Regions from separate parts of the Mus musculus genome. Here region 2 is linked to region 1. Evidence: chromatin contacts called from public Hi-C data. All regions are on one chromosome and are shown on one strand. Each heading gives the region's core, a stretch centred on a gene start, on an enhancer-like site or on the middle of the called end of the contact. The rest is flanking DNA. Distances are from core to core; before and after follow the strand shown. Region 1 overlaps Atg10 (autophagy related 10). Region 2 overlaps A830009L08Rik (RIKEN cDNA A830009L08 gene).

Region 1 (3,935 bases), core at 640-3,139:
AGCAGGTTGGCTAATGAGCTCTGGGTTTGGTCATGAGATCTTGGCTCAGTGGATACAGTGGAAGAGTGATGGATAAAGGGATATTTCTGACATCAAGCTCAGACCTCCACATGCCATACACACATGTATATATACATATATATGTACATCTACACATATGTAAAATTCATGCATACACATTAATGAACAGCATTCGTACTTGGAAATGAAAAGAAAAAATTTTTATAGAGTTTTGTACATGCCACAATTTTAATAATGAAGAAAAACTTTTTTTTTTTTGAGACACTGTTTCACTAAACCAGGCTGGCCTTAGGCTCATAATCCTACTGCCTCAGCTTCCTCTGTGAAAATAACAATCAAGACACTAGAGCATCATCTCTAGATGAGGAAAAGTTGCAGTGTTAATTGAAATGCAAGATTTTAGTTGTGTTCACTTCTTTTTTTTTTTTTTTTTTTGAGACAGGGTTTCTCTGTGTAGCCCTGGCTGTCCTGGAATTCACTCTGTAGACCAGGGTGGCCTCGAACTCAGAAATTCGCCTGCTTCTGCCTCCCAAGTGCTGGGATTAAAGGCGTGCGCCACCATCACCCAGCCAGTGTTTACTTCTTAAAAAGGCTTAGTTTTGAATTTTTATTAAAGTAAGTGTGTGTGTGTGTTTGTGTGTGTGTGTTTGGCATATACATGCCACATGTGTGAAGGTGCTGTGGAGGCCAAAAGAGTGTTCTGGATGCTGTCAGGTGGAGTTACAGTTAGCTGTGATCCACACAAATACGGCTGCTGGGAACTGTGGTCATTTGGAAAAGCAGCGGATCCTAAGTTCTACACCTGAAGCTAACTGAGCTCAGACTGGCTATCCACCTAAGAGTCCCCTGCCTTTCCTTCCTAACATGCCAGGATTGCAGGCACTCGCCACCACACCTGGCCTTCCTGTCCATAATTCATAACATTGGCATAAAAGTGTCTTTTTTATGTTGGCTAGAGAAAGTAAAGAAGACTCATTTGTTTCACTGGATATGACACTTGGAAGTAGACTTTAGGATTACCCAAATTCTGGTTATTGCTGAGAAAGGCTTTTCCATCATTCAGAGAGTGATAAATAAATGCTCCTCTCTTTGGAGCATTTGCCTGGGGCTGGAGAAGAGATGGAGGGCAACTGCACTCATCAGACTGTACCAAGAAAAGATAAGATTTCTCACAGTATTTCCAAATTCTCTCCGATACACCCTGCTGTACTTTTCAAATGTGAATTTTTATGCATGTGAAAAGGGTCAAGCAGTGAATTGATTATTGTGACAATCTAGAAGGCTAAGACAAGAATGCCAGCTCCAACAGGTCCCAGAGTGTCAGCTAAGAGACTTCAGGCAATGATGTGGAGAGTTAGGGCTGGCATTAAACACGTAGAATGAAGCCCATTACTTCATGTGCTTCCTTACTAAAATGTTGATTAAAACAATATAAAAACAACCAGGAGTGGGAACAGTTCTGGCTTAAGGAAGTGAAGTTACAAGTGGGGCAGGCATTGCTAGGGATGAACCCTGCTCTGGCTTGTGTGTTAGTGGTGTAGCGGATCGGGATCGAGCAAGGAGGGGTGGCGTGGGGGTGGGGTGGGGGTGGGGCAGGAGGGTGATGACCCAGCCTGACTGGTTTGTTACTTTTCAGATGGCCTCTGGAAAATGTAGATGACCTAAATGCCTGGAAGAGAAATGGGTTGTTCTAGGTATTTCTAACTTACTGGTGTGGACTGATCAGATAAAGTACCGTGTGAAACCTGCCCTGTGGGAACGCACCATTCATTGATTATTACTTTATTTCGGGCTCCATACTCCTTTGCAGAGGTGGACATGCTTCGCCTTGACACTGGTAGGCAATATAGCCATTATCACTACTCTCGCTTTTACAGATAAGGAAACTGACTCACATGTTTAGTGGTGAGACTAGGGTATGGAGCCAGGTAGTTTCACTTTAGTATTTGAGAATTGAACCCTCTGCTGATTTGTATCTCAGATGACACCGTACTGACACCGGCCACCCATCTCCTGAACTTTCACCTCCAGTCTTAAGACGGAGGATCCCTGTGCTCTGGGGCTTGTGTGGACAGCAGGGCTTACCGTGGATGCTGCCCTCCATGGCCCTTCTCAAAGGCCGAGGCACAGACATCTCCGGGTCCCCCTGAATTGCTTGTTTGTAGGAAAGCTGGAGAGCATGCTCTAATCTTTCAGCATCGTCACATGTACTCAGTAGTTGCCTGTTATCCTTGTAGCTGCACTCCAGAATGTGGCAGCTACTGCTCACATGTGGTAATTGAAATACAGATTTAGGTTAAATAACATTGGGAAGTTTGGTTTCCTAGTTGGATTAGGTGGTTCCCTGTGATGTCTGCCTGCCTCTCAGATAGTGCAGAGTAGTTCCATCATCAAACGTGTCTCCCAGGCAAAGGCATCCTCACAGGTCTACCCTGCCAAGTCAGCTGCGTCCCAAGCCAGAGCTCAGCTCCCACTGGCCTTTACCTCCTGCTCCCTAACCTTTCTGTTAGTTGGCAGCAGGGCTCTGTCTTCTCCTCTATTGTAAAGAATCCTAACTGAGGAAGAAGGACATTGCGGTGATCACTAGTTGCTAATTCATGTTACAGTTTTGCTTGCATCAGGTGTTTTCGTGTTACTGTTTTTGTCCCCCTGTCCTCATCTTGTCCAGTCAGTATAACAGCTGCAGATGGAGTCCCAGAGCTTCCGAGTGTGGCAGTTTGGCACACGTGCTTCTTCCTGGTGACACGGAGCCCCTGTGGCTTAGCATTGCGCTTGCATGTCTAGTAGCTCCAGTGTCTGTTTAATTGGATTCTTTTGCCTAAATTTAGGATTTTATTTTTACTGGTGCTAAGTAAAAATTTTGCCTGTTATGACTTGTTTTTGTTAATCCTTGATCTGCTCAGTTGACAAACCCTTGTTGTTATAATATAAGGATTTGATAAGACCGTTTGTGGCAGTGGGGGCTCAACAGGTCACGTCAGATCTCCTTTTGAAGAATGCTCTCTGAGCAGGCTGTCTTACAGGAGTGAGTTTACTCCTTGGCCAAGCAGTTTAGAATGCTTTCAGAAGTGGGTAATCCTGAGTATTGGGTCTGCAAATCACCAAAGCTGTGAAATGTATAGAGAATGGAGTCTGTTGCAGGTATGCAAAGCAGTGGATTGAGGGTGCAGTGTTGATGAGAAGAATTTACTATATGGAAGGAAGTTATCAAGGTTAGTTAGGAAAAACAGTGTGTGTTAGTAAATTCAGGAGAACACACATGGCTTACAAATACCACATAGCCAAACAAAGGGGGGCAACTGTAGGGTATTTCCATTCTTGTGACCACAAAAGTGAGTGAGCCAGAACATACTGGGAATTAAACAAAGTAGGGTTAAGTTTTCATTAAAGGCTGTGCTATGCATTCACCATTCCTGGTTGCCCTGGCAACGGGGCTCCTTCGAATGCTAATGACATTATAATGAGAAAAAAGCCCACATATGCAAATGCAGTAAATAGTAATTAGAGGCAGAGCCATACGTGGAATGGCGAGCCCCACCTTGTGAAGGTCTGGGAGGAGTTGGTGAGGGGTTTGTATTGGAGACAAAGAGTTGGCACAAGAAGGGGTTTGTGTTCAGCAGAAAAGGCTGAGTTGAGGCTGGTCATAGCCTCCTCTAGCGTGCATGACCTGCAGATACCTCGTTTCCCTGGCAGAATTTAGTCAGTCAGAAGTCTTGTGGTTGGAGGACCACATTGTTTCAACTGTTCTACCTGTTGGCATCACTGTATGGAAAGAATCTTAGCTGTGTGCCTGCTAAGCCTTGGGGCCCCTGCAGCATGTTGCTGCCTGCAGTTCTTTCTCTGCCCACACCAGGCAGGGCTGGGCCTGCCCAGGCAAGGCAGTGGGACCAGGGTGTGTGTCTGTGAAGAGACAC
Region 2 (4,253 bases), core at 1,168-3,667, 190 kb before region 1:
AGAATGAGAGGGGGTCTGCTTCGGCCCTGCTAAATGCTGAGCCTTGGTCTCTCTGAGGAAGAACAAAAAAGCGGAAGGAATTTAAGTCAATTGTCTCCTGGATTGCCTTAGCAGAGACCAGGAAAACAGGGTGCTTACTAAGGGTCTACTGACTCTTGGCCACTACCCTGGTACTAGACAAGCTGGGAGGGAAACGGTTGGGGGTGGGGCGGGGGTGGGGTGGGGAGAGAAAAGTTCATGTAAGTCAAAGCAGCCTGTGATGTACAAGCATCCAAGCTAGAGGCTATGTGTATGGTGCTGTGACTCAGAGTATAGCCAGTTCATTTTCAGATAGTATGGAACAAATACTACTAAAGATCTCTGGGTGCCCCTGATAGGCAGAAATGGCGAGAACATCAGAAAAAGGGCTGGAACACAGCAAAGGGGCTGGAGGAAAAACAAAGGTAGTGGCTGATAGGTTATCTCCTCCTGGGTCTGAATCCAGGCAGAGAGAGGGGAAGGAAGCCCCCAAGCAGACCGGCCTGCTTTGAAGAGAGAGCACAGGGTTGACAGAGAATAGAGAAGGCACTGCGGCCACCTGTCCAGCAGCTCTGGTTTTGGCAGTGCGGTCCTGATGCCTGCATTGCTGGACCCAGCTTGAGAGCTTCCTAAAATATCCCTGGGGCTGATGCAATAGCAGTTTGTGGCGGAGCTGCATTGCCATGTGGTGATGGAATAACCTGGTGATGTAGAGGGAGCCTTTTAAGTCTTCGTGGGATCTGACCCAACGAGCCCTACTGAGAACAAGCCAGGTGGCACAGTGGTTAGTTCTCCGGTGTGGGAAGAATGGCGTTCCCCTTCACCCATCTACATCACTGCTCAGCCAGGGCATGGCAACTCTCAGGAGGGCAGTCCTGAGCAGTCCTGAGCAGTCCTTTCACAACCCTTCAGCTCTCTGAATGTCAAGAGATGCAAGGTTACCTAGTCCACCTTCACCCTGAAGAGAGCCCCCTGCTCTAGAATACCTTCTGGGTGACGACCAACTTGTGTTAGGGAAAGGAAGAGGAGCCCCTGGTCTGAAAGAAGAACTGAAAGATATTAGGACACAGTAGCACCCTAAGCTAGGCTATGGTCATCTCCAAATAAAAATGGTTGCTCAAGTTCTATGCCAGCTCTGGTTGTGCACAACAATTTGAATTTTCCATTGTGACTTCATCTTGCCAAAGAGTAAAACTCTTTTCTCCCTCTCCCAGGCCATTCTGTCTCTTAGAGGGTCAAGTGGGTCTGGCCCGAAGGGAAAAAAAATCCCCTTTACTAAAATGTAAAGTGCCAATCACCCCTACCTTCATCCCCACCCCTGATGCCCAAAGTGCTCAAAACTAAAATCTGCTGCATCTTTTCAGCAAGTAATCAACACAAGTTGAAAGACACATGCTGTTGCATTTCTGATCAGATTGTATGTGAGGCAGGAAAATATACTGCCCCCGTGCCCCTCCCCGCCTCATTTTAAAACATTTTTTTGGGGGGTGGCTAAATGCATGTCTGTTTAAAGAAGCCACCAGGCAGTGCCTCTCACTTTGTCTTGGCAGGGCACAACCATCAGACGAAGTGGGAGGAAGAAACATTAACTTCAACAGCTGTTTCTTGACCCCGGCTGTCAGTCTTCCCAAGAATAAATTTTGGAGAGTCCTATTTGAAACAAAGAGGGAGTTTTGGGGGAGAGAAAAGTTGGTTGGTTCCAGGGCAGCCGCCCAAAGAAGCAGGGAACAAGATGTTTGCAGTTACCACGCAGCCTGCAAGCCTCTGCCGGGTGCAGGCAAGGAGCAAAGTAACTTGAAAGCTCCCCTCTCGGCGCCCTGTGCCTGCAGCTTCCCCCCCTAACGCGCGCCCAGATCCAGCGCCGGTGGTAAGAGCCGAAGCTCGACTACAGTAATTCCCCAGCTCGGGCGGCTTGAAACTGCTCGGGCTGAATAGCATTTGCTGTTCCGTCCTGTGGCAGCCTCCCGCCGCCGCTGCCGCGCTCCCTGCAAAGCAGCTCTCATTATCCCGGAAGTTGTGCTGACACAGTCTCGCTGCCACCAGAAGTTTGTCAACATCAAACTTCTCCTGTGTGGGGTACGTTCACCTTCCACGAGTATTTAATCGAGCCAACAAGCAAACAAACAAACCCAAATAAACCTGCCCGTGATGTCATGGTCTTTTTTTTTCCCCCCTCTCTCTTTCCTGGAAAGGCTGGGGGCTTTTGGGAATTTGCTGGTGGGCTCTGAGAGCGACTGTGGGTTTCTAGAGGCTGGGTTGGGGCGGGGGGCAGGGACCTGCTCGAGTGGGCAGTGAGAAAGGGGCTGCGGGGCACTTGGGGCTGGAGGCTGGAGGGCTTGCAGAGAGAACTGGGGCCGAGCGGCAGATTGGTCCTGCAGCCTGTTGGCTTCCGCTTGTTTTTGAGGTTGCACCAGTTGGGCGAAGGTGGCTTTGCATCCTAGCCCCGCCACAAAGGTTATTTGAAAGCAGTGGCTAGGCAAAGTAGAAGAGTGCCTCCCCACCGCCTATGCCCACTGTGCATTTAAAACTCTTACAGGACGTTTAAACCTTTTTCGGAATAAAGGGCGTTGAGGTCATAAAATGAATTTTGAGACTTCACACTGCCACACAAGGGGAATCCTGGGATATAACCATTTCTGTCCTTAGTGGGTCTGTTCAGATACCAAGATGAACTCTCTAAACTTCAGACTCCGTGCCCTTTCAGCTCTCCTCTATAGTTTAAGTTGCCAGGCACCTGGTTTGGGTGTTTGTGGTTTACAGTTGCTCCCCACTTAGATGCTTGGTGCTACCCCCAAAGCTAGGGTGAGGAGTGGACAAGGCAGCTGGGATGAACCCTTTCCCTTTCATACATACGTTTAGACATTCCATCCTGCTCAGTTTGGGTGGGCCTGAAAGAACTGAGAGGGAATGGGCCTTCTTGAAGCTTGGGCACCACAGTTTTTCCAGCAAGGGGCTGATGAAAGGAGTTGCTGATCCTGACTTTGGATTTAATTTCTGGGGGCTAGAGCTACTGCATTCAAATCCAGGACCTTAGATAATGGGGGTGATACCCCCCCATTTCCAAGGTTATACACGGGTAACCACAAGGGTCCAGTGTCTCAACAGTGGGCAGACCAAAGCCTGGCTCCTTGAATTGGAGTCGTATCCACAGAAGAGACAGCAGTATTCTTCCCTATCCTCAAAAATAAATTTGAGTGGAAATAAACATCTCCGAAGAGAAATTATCCAACTCTACCCTTGCTGGAACGGGGAGGAAGTTGAATCCACTTAGAGAGCCAGGAGCTAAGTTTTTCTTCTTGCTGGTCTGCTGACTATGTGTTTAGAAAAATTAGCCTGTAGGCGTGGATCTTCAATAACAAGAAGACACTTTTCTTGTTTTTCAAACTAACCTAAACAAGGAAGTTGTACTAGCCTCCAGGGCTCAGTTTACCTCAGACATGGACCAAACCAAGTAACGACCACGGAGGACAGAATGCCAACCTAAGGACTCTGGGTAGCAGAGGCATTTCTCAGGCCTGGAATGTGCTTTTGGCAAATACATAGATTTAACTCCAATCATAAGGCAGGATGCCCTCACACATATGTAGTCCCACACATAGAAGCCACACCCAAAGCACAAGGGAAAATGTGTTTTGCTGAATATACAGTTGCCCTCTAGAGTGAATTTTTCTCCTTTGGCCCTGCTTCAAAAAATTTTCAATTATCCAGACTTCTTTTCTTAAGGTTATATTTTAATCTTATTTATTTATTTCTTCATAGTCTACAAATGTGACTCGACATGTACCACAATGAAAGCTGTGAATCGAGGCGAGGTGGAGGACTCCATCTATGATTCCATATGCAGGAATATTTCCTCCTGGTTGTTAATCTGTCATAGTGTAAAAAGCCTGATTTATAAAGGCTGAAGGGCTTTAGCAGAATAAGGTATGCATGGTTCATACAGTTGGGTTTATTTACAAATAAAACTAGTTGGCGTTTCTGTCTTCGATTTCCTAGTTTCACTAGAATAATTTCCATAGTTTCCTGTTTCTCCTTCAAGAGTGATCACAAGGAAACAATTTCTTTATTCAGCGACGTGAGCTCTGTGCGCATCTGGCTTTGGTTACTTTGTAAGGTAAATATCACTAACCGTTCACTGGATTCTTTGGGGATGGGAGGCACTGGGCTTGTGAAGACAGTCTACTATGAAATACTGGGGGTGCAATGCAGAAGAATGGCAAACAACTGGGTCCCGT

What was found. A called contact is a pair of places that touch in the nucleus more often than the background predicts.
Region 2: a Hi-C map of the G1E-ER4 cell line shows a contact between it and region 1, with 3 times the contacts expected there. The contact joins two enhancer-like sites. A contact is called at or near these places in 11 of 484 Hi-C or Micro-C datasets (the G1E-ER4 cell line, Th1 cells, brain and 6 more), 6 of 115 datasets of contacts at active chromatin or transcription factors (DN3 thymocytes, astrocytes, embryonic midbrain and 3 more) and 1 of 9 other capture datasets (embryonic tail).

The regions. Positions count from the first base shown.
Region 1 is chr13:91,178,520-91,182,454 of GRCm38.p6, reverse strand. All of the region lies in intron 2 of Atg10 (autophagy related 10), which reads left to right. Among named protein-coding and RNA genes, the nearest start is that of Atg10, 44 kb to the left of the region's middle. Within about 2 kb of position 1,889, at least 23 of the 459 cell types and tissues checked have an H3K27ac peak or open chromatin away from gene starts, as enhancers often do. A contact at or near this core is called in the G1E-ER4 cell line, Th1 cells, cerebellum and 2 more, where this site is marked.
Region 2 is chr13:91,368,740-91,372,992 of GRCm38.p6, reverse strand. It overlaps A830009L08Rik (RIKEN cDNA A830009L08 gene), which reads left to right. Exons shown (of 3, transcript NR_045161.1): 3 at 1,569-4,003. Among named protein-coding and RNA genes, the nearest start is that of A830009L08Rik, 17 kb to the left of the region's middle. Within about 2 kb of position 2,417, at least 410 of the 459 cell types and tissues checked have an H3K27ac peak or open chromatin away from gene starts, as enhancers often do. A contact at or near this core is called in the G1E-ER4 cell line, Th1 cells, cerebellum and 2 more, where this site is marked.